2 separate regions of the Pan troglodytes genome follow, and region 2 is linked to region 1. A link is a contact called in public Hi-C data. All regions are on one chromosome and are shown on one strand. The core of a region is the stretch at or near the end of the contact, and the rest is flanking DNA. Distances in the headings are between cores, read along the strand shown.

Region 1 (6,772 bases), core at 1,465-3,964:
CGCTCGATCTGCGACCACACCATGAAGGCGTTCATGGGTCGCTTGATGTGCCCACTCGGGGTCTTGCACCAGCTCGGGTCGTCGGCCTTGCCGCCCGTGGAGGCGGTGGAGCCGGGCGTGGGGGAGGAGGCGATTCCCAGCTCGAGGCCGGCGCCCGAGTCCGAGCTCTCGCCGGCCAGTAGCGCTTCCGTGTTCTCGGCATTGTTGGTTTGCTGCACCATGGCCTCGGCTCGGCGGGCGCCCACGCGCGCTCACACCCTCGCGGCGGCCGCCGCGCGATCGCCGGGCCCTCCCGGTTCCCCGGGCCAAGCACACGCCGAACGGGAAGACGCGCGCGGCGGCCGAACTGGCCCCTCAGCTCCTCGCAGGGGCGGAGGTGGGTAAAGAGAGAAAAGTCCCCAAAAGATGTGGGGAAGGAGTTCTCCGCCTCTCGCAGAGGAGTTATAGTTCCCAGGCTGGAGAGTCTCTCTCTTCCCTCTCTCTCGCTCTCTCACCGCGCTGCAGTTTGCTGTCTCTCGGCTGAGTCTGGAGACCGTGCTAAAGTAGAGCGGAGTTTCTCGAATGCTGGTTGCTGAAGCTTCCAATGCAAGTTTCTCGCGGCCTCCCAGGCAACTCTTTTTTTTTTTTTTTTTTTTTCTTTTTCCCTGAAGCAGTTGATTCCAGTTCACGAGCGCTCTCGGTAGCTCAGGAAAGCGACATAGTCTCTAGCACTTAGTCCCTCTCCTACAATGCAAAGCAAAAAAGACTGTGGCTCCAGGACTCTCTGTGGGCGGAATCGGCACTAAGGAGTTTGTGCAATTATTTTGTTGCAAGGTAGGAAGCCAAAAAGCCTGCATGCAACAGACTGGCATGAATAAATGTATGTTTCCCCCTCCCTTCTGCAAGAAGGGAGCTGGTAATGGCAGGAGTTCCTCCAGTGCAGACTCTTAAAGAGCGTGCAAGAACTAGAGACCCGACAGCGAAACAGGCCTCTTCCCCTCACACACAGTTTCTCTTGCTGCAGCTTAGAGCAGACCCCAATTCCGCCTCGCGCCTCTTTATCCTTTCACAGTCTTGGCTGCAGCCAATCAGCTGCTGTAACCAACGCTTCCTCATGCCAAACCCCTCCCCCGGGCTTCCCATTGGCTTGGAACCCGATGCAATAATAATCTCCGCGTGCAATGAGAAGCTCCAAATCTGACCTCATTCCAATTTACAGAGCAAACTTTTTAAAAGGGCTAGAAGTACAGCTGAGATTTCTGCTGCCTCTTTTTTCCTTTTGCTGTGTGTGTGTGCGCGCGTGTGTGTGCGCGCGTGCGTGTGTGTATAGTGTGTGAAGAGGATGTTAATGCATGAAATTATTAAGGGGAGAGACGGAAATGTATTCTAACCATTATGTTAGATAACAAGGGGCTTGGAACGGGGCGGGGTAAGGGTGAAATACTGTAAATGGAAGCTTTCTGCTTAAAAGCCAAGTGATTATTTTTATTAGTTCTTTTCAGCATTGGAATAAAGAATCAGCCTCTGGTGCAAAATCTGTTCCCCAGCTCTTTCTTAAAGCCAAAGCTGTAAAGGGGAAGAGAAAGCCACAAAACAATAAATCAATGGATATTGAAAACCATTAAGAAAGTGGTACCTGGACACCTGTCATCACAATTATTTTAACAACTCTAGGTACAGCACAGATGTTGATGTATTGTGTAAATCCCTTCAGAACCGTTTTTGTGCTGTTTGTGGAAGGCAGGGAAGAGGACTTTGCAATAATTGCTTACTCTCTTAACCAAGCAAGGGTCAACTATGGTTATTTAATGATTTAAACTCCCTGTAAATCCTGCATAGCCCAAACGGGGGAGCTTTCCCTTGAAACACATTAGGTAGTGCTCCGTAATTACCTCAATAGGCAGATTTCCAGAGTTTTGTATAGGATGTATAATGGCATGTAAAGGATGGAAATCGGTTTTACTTTCTAAATATTTGTTTTCCCTGTTTTCAAAATTAAAGATTGCTTCACTCTCTTCCCTCTCCTCCTCCCAAAGCCATCTTCCTCCTTTCCTTCTTATATATTTCCTCTTATCTGTTACTTGAATCGAAGGGAACTGAAAAATCAAGGCAAAGAGAAACTGTAGAAGGAGGTGATAACTGGTAGCAGAAGAGAATGGGGCCTCCGGATTCATAGTAGACCTGGCTGCTAATCCTTCTTAATGGTTTGTAACTATGGGGATGTGGCCAAGTCTCAGTTTTCCTCATCTATTATATGGGAACACTAGGAGCTACTTTATAGAGGGTTTTTATGAGGGTTCAATGAATTTGTGACTATGAAGCACCTGATGTATTGTAAGCCCTCAATGAATACTAATACCTTCCTTTCTAATTCAGATGCCAGACACACTCCTAGTAAAAGCTGCATGTTGTTCAAGAGGCTAAAACAGAATAGCCACTTATGTAAAAAAGTAATAACAGGCGGGACGCGGTGGCTCATGCCTGTAATCCCAGCACTTTGGGAGGCTAAGGTGGGTGGATCACTTCAGGTCAGGAGTTCGAGACCAGCCTGGTCAACATGGTGAAACCCTGTCTCTACTAAAAATTAAAAAATTAAAAAATTAGCTGGGCAGGGATGCATGCACCTGTAATTCCAGCTACTCGAGAAGCTAAGGCGGGAGAATTGCTTGAACCCAGGAGGTTGCAGTGAGCTAAGATTGAGCCACTGCACTCCAGTGTGGGTGATAGAGTGTGACTATCTCAAAAAAAAAAAAAAAAGTAATCACAGATCATTGATGTGAACCATAGAAGGACAATAGTGGCAACCCTGCCATTCCATTGATTTTAAAAGAAAGAAACTCCATGAAGAATACTAAGAAGAATGTGGCAAAGAAAGGATGCCAAGGTATTCAAAATAAACGTTGGCTACAGAAATTACTTGTTTTCCAATGTCTGAAAATTAGAATTGTAGTAAAAATCAGCTTTCCTTAACACTATAATAGGAAACTAATATTCTTCAGGCTAACCATAAGTGGTTAGGTAAAGTCAATCCAAAATAATTAAGTCAGCTTTTGATTCAGATTAAACTAGTGCTGGGTAGTAAATTTCTATGTATCTTGTCAAACTTTTAAAGTATGTAGGCTGGCAATAGGCCCAGGTTGTCAGACTTAGAATTTTACTGGAAAGAACACCCTATGTAGCCATCTGACTGGATCTGTAAGGATCAACCACAAGCAAAACTGTTTTTGTGGGTAAAAGCAAATAATTTTTGACGATTAGCTACTTGTATTACATAATTTTTTTAAAAAAGGAGAAACAAATCCTTAAAAAAAGAAAAACCCAAACCAAAAACACACAGGCACCTTTTTTGCATAACAGTGTTGCTGTGTTATATACTTCATTTTCTCTGGTGTGCATAGAAACACATCCTTAAATGTTACCAATCTGACAAAAAAAAATTATTTTAAGAGGGCTGTTATCTATAAGATCAATATTTTCACTAGGATAAAAAAGAATATTTATTTTTGAATTTGTACTAATGATTTGAGGGTGTAGCTAGTTTGATAATTCAGTCAAGTTGAGTATCAACATTATTGATTATATTTCTCAGTCATTTATGCTTCCATCATCGAATATGATAGGGAAGAGTGGAAGTTAAAGCAGTCATATATGTTTCTGCTTAAAACACATGGATTTTTTAAAGGGTGTACTAAAACACAGCCACTGGCCTCATTCTTTTGTTACATGTATTTTCTGTATTTCAACAAATCCAACAAATTTTAAGACACACCATTATATTACATTCCACCAAGGAAGAAAGCTGCCAATGAAACTGTGATATCCCCCTAGATGTAGGATGCCTCCTTATTTCAGGAAGAGTTGAAATGAAAAGAAAAATTTCCTCTTAGACTTGATGAAATATGGTATCAGTAACTTCCATTGACTTTATAATTACTGTATATATATTTATATATTACACAAGTGCCTAGACTTCTGAAATAGATCTGTTCTAATGGGTTAGTTCTCTTAGAATGTAAGAAAACATATGACGAATGCCCTTTTATTAAAGTCATCTTTGTGACCAACTAAGTGTGTGCACACTGGAATGTGTTGGACCTCTCAATACCAAATAATGAGAAAAGATTTCTCCCTTCTCATTCCCTAACTTCCTATGCTCTGTAATCAGTTCTCCATTACTGACATTTTTTTCCCCAAATACCAGATATTTGGTGGCCCCTACTAAATCAGTACGCAGTGTTCCCTCTGCTGGCTTTGCAGTACATGAAGTAATTCTTAATGCTAGTCTTTTAGCTGTATTAAGAGAAAGCCAAGATAATTTTGCAGAAAAAAAAAATCCTGGTTTAGAATAATAAACTGTCTTTGTTAGCAATGATGTTAGACATTTCCAATTTTGAATTAGGTATTTTATTTTATTCCCTTAAATGATGGAATTCCATTTGAGATGTAAGTGTAATATCTGCTAATGCATTTCTTCTGCTCTCACACATCTACACAACATAAAATCTCACATCCATACAATGGTATGGGGCATAGATGAAATAAGATTCTATTCCACTGCTTAATATATTCCTTTGGCATGGAGGGAGGGACCTGAATGGAAATTAGTTTAACAAATCTGGATTTGCACTGATTTGCAAGATTTTGCCTTGCCTTGGTTATAGAAACTATGATTGTAGGCGCTAGTCAGACCTGACAAGTATTCAGTTCAAATAAAATAAAGAGGAGGAAAAACTGTGTAGTTGTTACTTTACCTGACAAGGAAGAAGCCCTGGGAAATCTGATGTCATTGGCCTTTGTCAACTGAAAGGCGCCAGTTTTTTTGGGTCCACACTTTATGGAAAAGAAGCCTCCATGTGAGGCTGATTTACTTCTCAGTCAAGTAGACAAACATAACTTGCACTTCATCCTTTTGGGCTGATGACATTGCATTGTAACTGGGCTCAGCGCGTAATGGGGGTGGGGGTGCGTGCATTGAAAAATAATATATGGAAATAACTCATATTTGCAAAATATCAAAATAGGATTCTGGGGTAAATGAAACCTAGCATTTATTTTTATCACTAGAATAAGCTAAGAGTTAAGAAACCTGCATTTGTAACAATTGTACCATTTTCCTCTCATAACCAGTGACTAGCACACAGTAGGCTTAAGCTGTTCATGCCAATGCCAACTCATTATTCCTTTCCTTCGATTTTCTCAAGAAAACAAGCAGAAGACGAATGTTTGCAGGGCCACTTGGATTGCAAGCATGAATACAGGCTTCTGCTTCTATTCTAGAGGCAGAGAGGCACGGCACCCGGGGAGAGCCTGGGTTTGTCTGCAGCCAGCCGGCTCCCAATCTGGGGAGAAGCAGCCGCCAGGTGGCATCGCTGAGCCTCCCTGCGCCCGCGAGGCGAGGTAGGAAATCGTGGGGATAGTCAGTCTTCTTTCTTCTCCCCCTTCCTCCTCTCCCGACCCCCCTACCACTCCCTACCACTGTACCTTCTTTAGTTAGAGGCTTAAACGCTCAACGAGTAACAGGGTATGTCGATGAATTCTGATTTTTTTTCATAAATCAAAGTTTAGGGCAACCACCCGCCGCCTCCTGCTCACTTGTCAGGAGCTCCGGGTGACTGGGGAAGCCTAGACCAGCTTCCTGTCTGGATCAGGTAACCCAAGTCGGGGGATTATCAATTTCAGTTTCCCTGTCTTCTTGCTAAAGTGAATGCAGTTTCTCCGGCTTCCGAGAGCGGCTGCAGAGAAACGACGCGCCTTACTTAAGGACGCCAGTGCAAAGGCCACTCCCTACTCAAAAAAAAAAAAAAAAAAAAAAAAAAAGAGGTTTCCTTCAGGCAGAACGCCTTCCGGAGCGCAGCGACTCGGTCTCGCAGGCACAGCGCTCTCCCTGGCTTAAGCTCGCCGAGGATTAATGGTGCTCAGCCTCGCTCCGCCGCGGCAGCCGAACCTCTCCTTTCGCTTACAGTTACAGGGAGGAAATAAATTGGAATCGACTCAGACTGTGCTTTCTGGAGGAAAGTCCTTCCTACTGTAAACATGTTTCAGGCGATCCTGTCAGCAGCATTTTAACACCCGTCTTCCGTTTAGGTTTTACGACCGGGGAAGGAGCTGAAGACACGCGCGCGCACACACACACAAACGCGCGCGCACACGCAGCCCAAGCGAGGACACCTCCCGCACCCTCGCGGGCTCCCAGCCCTCCTTTGAATTTGCAACCGGTCGCGGATAGGTTGGGGGGGTCGTTTCCCAGGAGCTTGGCTCCTCTATCCTCCTACCTCATCCCCTGGCCCTTGGAGATGCTGTCCAGTTCCGTCACTGACCAGAACTGACAGCCACTTGGCCCCCTGCTCTCTTGGGTGCCCAGCATCCTTTGCTCTGGACGACTAAATGCTCTCTGTGAGCCTTGCTTGGATGGTACGGTGCGCGCTGTGCGTGTGGGACCCACTCTTCGGCAGGCACACGACCTTCGTACACCGGCTGGGCAACCACCCACTTCATCCCCTCCCCGGACCCCGCAGGCTGAGGCCCCATTGAGAGCGCAGCTGCAGCGTCTCTTTCAGGAGGGCAGAGCAGGCTGCGCGTGCACGGCGCGCGGGGGGAGGAAAAGGGCTGAGAGCTGAGGGAAGTCGACAATTGATTGCACCCCAGTCTTCAAGCGTCCCTTCTCCGCGGATCACGGAGGGACAGACGTGCATTGGCGCCTTCCCTCGATCCCTCGCTCGTGCAGGAAAGACTGGACGGTGGGGGCTCTCTGAGTTTGCGAGGGCCACGGAGGCGCCCCAGGGTGCCAGGCGCC
Region 2 (6,772 bases), core at 1,411-3,910, 560 kb before region 1:
CTATTACCCATTTTAACAGTGATGTCAAAAATCACTGGTTTACATTATGCTTTTATGACTTCACAAAAGGCACATTCTGACTTACTGATAGATCTTTAATATTATAAAAGTGTTGAGACAGTTTGGAAGAGATGTAGCTTCTCTGTGACATCAGGAGAGCTGATCATCTCCAAGCATCTGATAGTAAGGGCACCAGTTCTTCCCCGAAGTTGTAAGGACTAAGTAACATTAGGTGTCAGACAGAATACAGTCAGGGAAACTATCCAACACAAGATTCACCTGCGCTTCGTGGCCCACCACAATCAACTGCTTATATTCCCTTTTTTGTTTACCCACCAATCCCACCAAAACCTCATTGGTCTATGTTGAACCTTATAACTGGAGAAGTTAGCCTCATGTGTGAGCAGAAAATAAATACCTAATAAATAAATGATTGATGCAATCAGTGAGGATGATCGCTCCTTTGGTGTTTTAATGAATGGCAAAGGATGAAATGAATACTATGACATACACTGTCTAAGTGAATATCTAGGATTCAAGCTTAAGTATAAGCTTAAGCTTAGCTAAGTCAGCATAAATGACATTTTAAAATATGCTTGCTTTGTTTTTGTTTTTGACTTATTGAATACCTACCTCCCTGGTAATGGATAAAAACAATGGGAAATTCTTAGCAACCTAAACAGCCAAATAAGACTTATATTGAACTATTATAATGTGATCAATTTATTTTTAATCAAACAATAAACATTTGATTGGACTGGGTACCTGGAAACAGGCTGTGCTTTACATACAAATTAGCCATATGTTTATTAAAGAATGTTAATAAAAGTATGTTGACATTTTTCCTTTCTTAAGTGATTTTAAAGTGACATTTTATTTCTATATATTTGCATTTAAATATTTAAATAATTGTCCATTGACCTAAGCAAAATAAATACTGCAAAAGAAAACCAAAAAATGTTCACTTATTAAAACAACAAAGAAATTGCTTCATTTTGGAAGGAGAAGTACCCCAGATAATCTTTTATTCAACAAATATAAATTGACATTTTATTCAATTATGAAAGATTGCTAGTGTAGTTGGAAACCTTTACAATAAATGTTTGGGGACTCTCAAAGCCAGTGAGGGTATGATCTATCAATTACAACATCAGAAAATATACTCTATTTTAGCTTGATAAGATTTATAGGCTGAAATGTAAACACTCCTGGATTTAAAAAATGTATATATGATTGATAGATTTCTTGGCTCTGATACCATTAGAGGATTTGTTTTGTTTTGACTGTAGTCTCTGCTATAAGTAGGAATCACTGTTTTAAAGCATTATGTATCTAAATAGTTCCAAATATTTTTAAAAATGTAAATGAAAAGAAAAATCTACACCTAAATTTTCTCTTGCCTTTTTCACGTGGGCAAAAAAAAAAAAAAAAAAAACTAATGTGACAAGTTTACAAGAATCTCTATTATTCTTCTCCTTTATGTAGCCCAGTTTCTTTTTTACTTGTGATAGCCCAGGGTGTTCTCACAAAAATTAATTTCAAATCTAAAAGGCAAGGATAATCACTACTTTCAGCAGTAAAAGGTAACAGAAAGAAATTGCAGTTTAAGCACAGTTAGCATATAATTAAGAACAAGAAAAATTAAAGTATTCTTAAATATGTGTTGCTTTAATTTTTCTCCTGATGGCTTTTCAGATTACCTTAAAAAGATCTATCAAGACTCCTCCTCTAGAAAAGATCTATTAAAAGCCACAGACACTTGGAGATCCACGAGAAGGAAAAAAATGGGTCATCTTATAAAATTGATTATGTGAGTTGTCTACATGCAGTGCATATGTCAGCAACAAGGAAAACAACCTCCAGATACATTCTGCAGGCAGATTTTCTTCTGGAGAAAAACCTATGTTTTCCTATACATTGTGAAGCCAACAGGGTAGGGTAGGAGCAGTTCAGTTTCATCCATAAGCATCCACATCAGGCTGGTTTTTGAAAAGAGAGCCAAACCCACAATACCCCAGAAAATAATATTTTGTAATAACAAAAATGGTATATATATATTTTTCCTATCTAAATCTGGAATCCTGACCACCTTGTTTTAAACAAGACAGAGATTGCAAGCTTCAATCTGTTTGGATAGAAAAGAATTTATATAAATGTTTTGTTCAAGCCCAAAAGGGAAAGAGAGTTTAAATATACAGTGCATGAAAGATGCACGCCCAACTTCAAAACAGCTTAGTGCACAGAAGAGGAAAAATAATCTAACCTTCTGTTAGTCATTCCCAACAGTTTTTAAGCTTAAATATCTTGCAATTTGTGACATCGTTTCAGTGACCCCAACAGTGAGAGATTAACCAAAATTTCATAACTGCCCTGCCCTCCTCCCCTCATGCATCTTGAGGGGAGGGGGAGAGAACAAGAAGGTCAAAGAACAAATGGAAACAAAATCTGTGTTTTGCACTCTTTCTCTGCACTTGAGAAAGAAAAGGAGGCACATAAATCTGTATAATACTAAACCAAATCTCTTTAATTCCAGTCAGCTTTTATCATTCAGCCACTGAGTCTGTGTGTGGAAAAATTCATGCTAATTCCCCCTAGCAACAGCCTCAGCCTATCAGGAGACTTTATGTACCATGCAGCTGCCAGCCAGAGAGAATAACTCTAAGTAGGTCAGGCCTGTATTTCTAAAAATGCTACGGTCTAGTAACCCCACTGTCCCGTCTGTCTGCCCTGCCCCATAATAACCTCAATTGCTTGGTGACACAATGACATACTATCCTGTTAGAGTGCAATCACATCATGCTACATTATTCTGCTGCGAGCATGACTGCTGGGTGAAGGACCCTCGGAGGGGCAGCATTAATCAGGCGGGCATTCATGTCCAGCAGCACTTCGCTCTAGAAATGGGGACTGCATTAATGACCAGCTGTTTGAACTAACACAAACAAAATAATGTCTTCCACCCTGTTGGGTGCACAGAATACACTATTCTGATCTGGCAGGTTCCGCTTCTTGACTAAATCGAAGATGTAAATTAAACGGGCTCAGACAATGTCAGTTTTGGCAACCTCAAAGTGAGTATATTTAAATTATATTACATGTGATTCAAAAAGCTATTGATTTAATATATGCAGCTTTCCATGCTACAATTTTCCCTAATCCACATTTTAAAAAAAGAAAAATGCATACATGGGTAATGCAATACATATGCACATATTACCCAGCAAGCTAAACACACAGAGCTGAACTAAAATTGACTTCTCTTTGGGCAGAGAAACAAAGCAGGTCAGGAGTAATTGTGCAGCATGAACACAGATACAAACAGAAAATGAATGCCATGGAGGAGCACTGAAAACAAATAAGAGTAAACATTCTAAGCCTACGGACCAATCAGCTCCTCCCACTGTCTCTTTGTGGAGGCTGTAGTAGCACCCAAATCTCCAAGCACAAGAGACAAGGGAGGGAAGTGAACGTGGCCTTGAAATCTCAACAACTGTGGTACCCTGACTTCCCATAACGATTACTGACTAGCTGCTGTTTGGCTTCAAGACAACAAAAGCTCCTTCAAGGTTTAAACTCGGGAGATCACCAAAAATCAAAACTCCTTAGTTGTTTTTTAAATTCTAAAGTGGGAATTTTAGAATTTAATTTACCCTATTTACTCGAATGTAACTTTTGACTTCTCTCTATTGAAATGCACAAAAACAAACAAAAAAATTTATGTGTGGATACAGAGATAGGAGACTGGCAGTGCCATTTTTGGCTATTTAGTAAAACATCTTGTACTGATAGAGCTTGCATTGATATTTTCTCGCATGGTTAATTTGCATGTTTAAGCGTTCACAGTTTCATTTAATGAACATATCCCCCGACAAATTGATAATTCAGCCTTCAATTATGCAGAATTCAGTTAAGTCTTATCTGTGTAATCCATCAGTATTTGATTTACAAACAGAAAATTTCTTAATCCATTTGCCCTTGTTTGAACTGGGTTTGATAACTTAGTTATGACTATCTTCTTCACTTTGTGGCACACATCACATAGTTATTCTTGGATAGGATACAGTCACTGACGCAACCATGAACCGCTAATTACAAGCTGGTGACATTCTGCTTGTCTATGCAGCTTTGAAGTTCTAAGGCTGTTTTTCTCTTGTGCGCTTGCTCTGTTTCATTCTCTTCTCCTCATGCCACCCACCCCCAATCACTTACTCTCTCTTTCCTCTTTTCACTTTAAAGCCTTTCTGGATTCACTCTAGGACTATCTGGAGAAAGAGGTAAGAATGATCAGATTCTGTAACTTATTGCTTTTCCTTTCCTTCTGTACTATCCCTGCACACAGATCTACAGTTTGAAAGTACAGTAATAAGATCCTCACCCAGCCCCATCCGCAGGAATGCATCAACAGCTGGCCAAACATAATCCAACACACAGAGCTGCCTTTGTAGAATTAGTAACAAACAGTGGAAGGGCCAGACAGGCGCCCCAGAAGAGCTCCCCATGACAACTGGGAAACCTCCTCACCCCCAGGGTTGAGCTGACTCCACTGAGCTGGGGTTGGAGAACCCCAGCTCTCACATCTGAATCTACAACAAGCCTCAAGTGCCTGCCCTCAACCTCACTAGAAGCTATTCGGAGGGCATTCGGCTCTCCATAACAGCAAGTTAGAAGCAAGCATTCTCCATACTGACAACAGCCATACTCTGCCTCATGGCACATGCCTTTTGAAATGCAACACTGCAAATCTCCAAATCACATGAACAGCATTTACACCTGTACCTAACCATCTCAGCTGTGAGCTGGTAGGACCACCTCTCGTCTTTAGAAAATAATTTCTTTTTGCAAATTATAGGCTGATCCCGGCATTCTGAAACATGTAAATATAACACTGTATTCATCTCCACTGAGCATTTAGCATCTGAAGCCTGTGGTAGCCAGCTGGTCTCAAAGTCATCTGGGATACATTTATTTTGATTAAATTGATCAGATTTCTATTTACAGGATAGAATCTTTTGCCATTACTGAATACAGCTGTGTTTACAGGGATTTGTAGAAGAAGAAAACAAAACCCCACAATCGGTCCTAGCAAAGCACAGAGCATTCAGAACTGGAAGGAGTTAAAACAGAGGGGGCTTGCTTTCACAGTAAAAAGAAAATTCTGCATGCAGCTGCTTTGGCCATGCTGTCTCACTAGTCAGGAAATGGGTGTTGAACTGGAGCTGAAAACACAAGCTGCAATCAAGCCCGATCCAGCAAAGTGACAGACTTCCTGTGTAAAATGGTCAGAAACCTTTTTTCATGTCTCTACATGCATGCACATGCATTTAAATCCATGCTGCGAGGCTGCGATTTTCTCTGGGGACACTGGTACAGTCATCTAGCCCATCAGTTCCTTCGTCGACAGCACCGGGGACATCCAGACTACAATTTACAGTTCCTCTATCCATGTGCTGGGTTATAAATTATGCCATCCTCCCTAGAATGAGAATGCACAGCAAGCGGCAGACAATCACCCGGCATTCGGCATCTCTTTCTTTTCACGCGCTCCCTCGCTCCGCCTTTCTCCAGCTCTGCCTTCTCAGGCAGATACATCAGATACCTTGTTTATCCATCTTCAGCTCCACTCTGAGGTAAAATGCCACCACATCTCGCCATGGGTTGTCCCCCCAGACTAAATCCCTGGGAACAGCCTGAGCTGGGTGCACGCGGCGGAGGCGACGGCTGCCCTTGCCCTGTGGAGCACGGGTGGGCATTGGATGTAAGGTATTCCTAACTTCCCCTTCCCCAGTCCTTGGCGTCCTCTCTAGCCATCCCACCCCAGGCCTTCTGCAGCTTCACCCTGTCCTCCAAGTCCCCTCGCCCAGCTGCGAGGCAGGAGACCCTGGCCGGAGCTCCGCCAGCAGGTCCTTCTTTCGCAGGGCGCAGACGCACGATTCCGGGATCGGGTGCACCTTGGCGAAGCCCAGGCGGGAGACGGCAGGAGCAGCTCAGGTAACCAGGGGAAGCTTGGCGTGCCCACGGAGATGCAGCCCTGGAGCTGTGAGGAAAGACGGTCTGGCTTCAGAATTTAAAAAAAAAAAAATAGAAAAAAGAAAAAAAAAAAAAAAAGAAACACAAAACAGCGCAGCTCGGCGCCAGCGGGGGTGGAAAAAACAGACACAAACCATAAAAAAAAAGCAAGAGTTAAAATCAAATTTCAAAAAAAAAAAAAAAAAAGGGAATACAGAGATCAGAGTACTTCATGCGACTTTTATTTCTGACGTTTCTTGGTTTATTGGCCTCCCCACCCCCTCCAAAATCTGTTCTGTCCCTGAACACCACTGTCTGTCCATGAGTGCCAGTCACAAAGACTCTTGCTCCCAAGTGCTGCAGACCCAGCATCACATGAGAAACCACATGACAAACTGCAGTCGGCTGCTGATGTGGTCAACTATTTCACCCAGGCAGGGGGAGCAGGAGGGAGACAAACCTCAAGTGAGACATGCCCCTCTCAGGCGGCCAGGAAGACATTTCCTTAAAAGAACAATGAGAAGCATGCCTCTGAAGCTTGCTTGGGAATACATATACACTTTTACATATGCACACTTACAGAGACTAAAGAGGCCGTGGATACTTGAAGACATTCTGAGGATGCTGTACCACAGACACTAGCTGGATGGCAGCAATATTATTTCTAGTATGTATTAGTCAAAGCTGATTCCACTTAAGTGGATTCCTGAAAAGCACACACCACGTCTTCATAGCATGATCAGGCTTGGAAAACCAATTCTATTAT

The links. Hi-C and Micro-C count contacts between places; a contact is called where the count stands out from the background.
Region 2: a Hi-C map of stem cell-derived neural progenitor cells shows a contact between it and region 1, with 6 times the contacts expected there. The contact joins the enhancer-like site here to the promoter of SOX4 in region 1. A contact is called at or near these places in 1 of 7 Hi-C or Micro-C datasets (stem cell-derived neural progenitor cells) and 1 of 1 datasets of contacts at active chromatin or transcription factors (stem cell-derived excitatory neurons).

Annotation. Positions count from the first base shown.
Region 1 is chr5:27,538,037-27,544,808 of NHGRI_mPanTro3-v2.0_pri, reverse strand. SOX4 (SRY-box transcription factor 4) reads right to left here and starts at 2,714. Exons shown (of 1, transcript XM_527244.9): 1 at 1-2,714. The coding sequence starts at 221.
Region 2 is chr5:28,098,414-28,105,185 of NHGRI_mPanTro3-v2.0_pri, reverse strand. No RefSeq gene overlaps it. Among named protein-coding and RNA genes, the nearest start is that of PRL, 150 kb to the left of the region's middle. Within about 2 kb of position 2,660, at least 11 of the 24 cell types and tissues checked have an H3K27ac peak or open chromatin away from gene starts, as enhancers often do. A contact at or near this core is called in stem cell-derived neural progenitor cells, where this site is marked.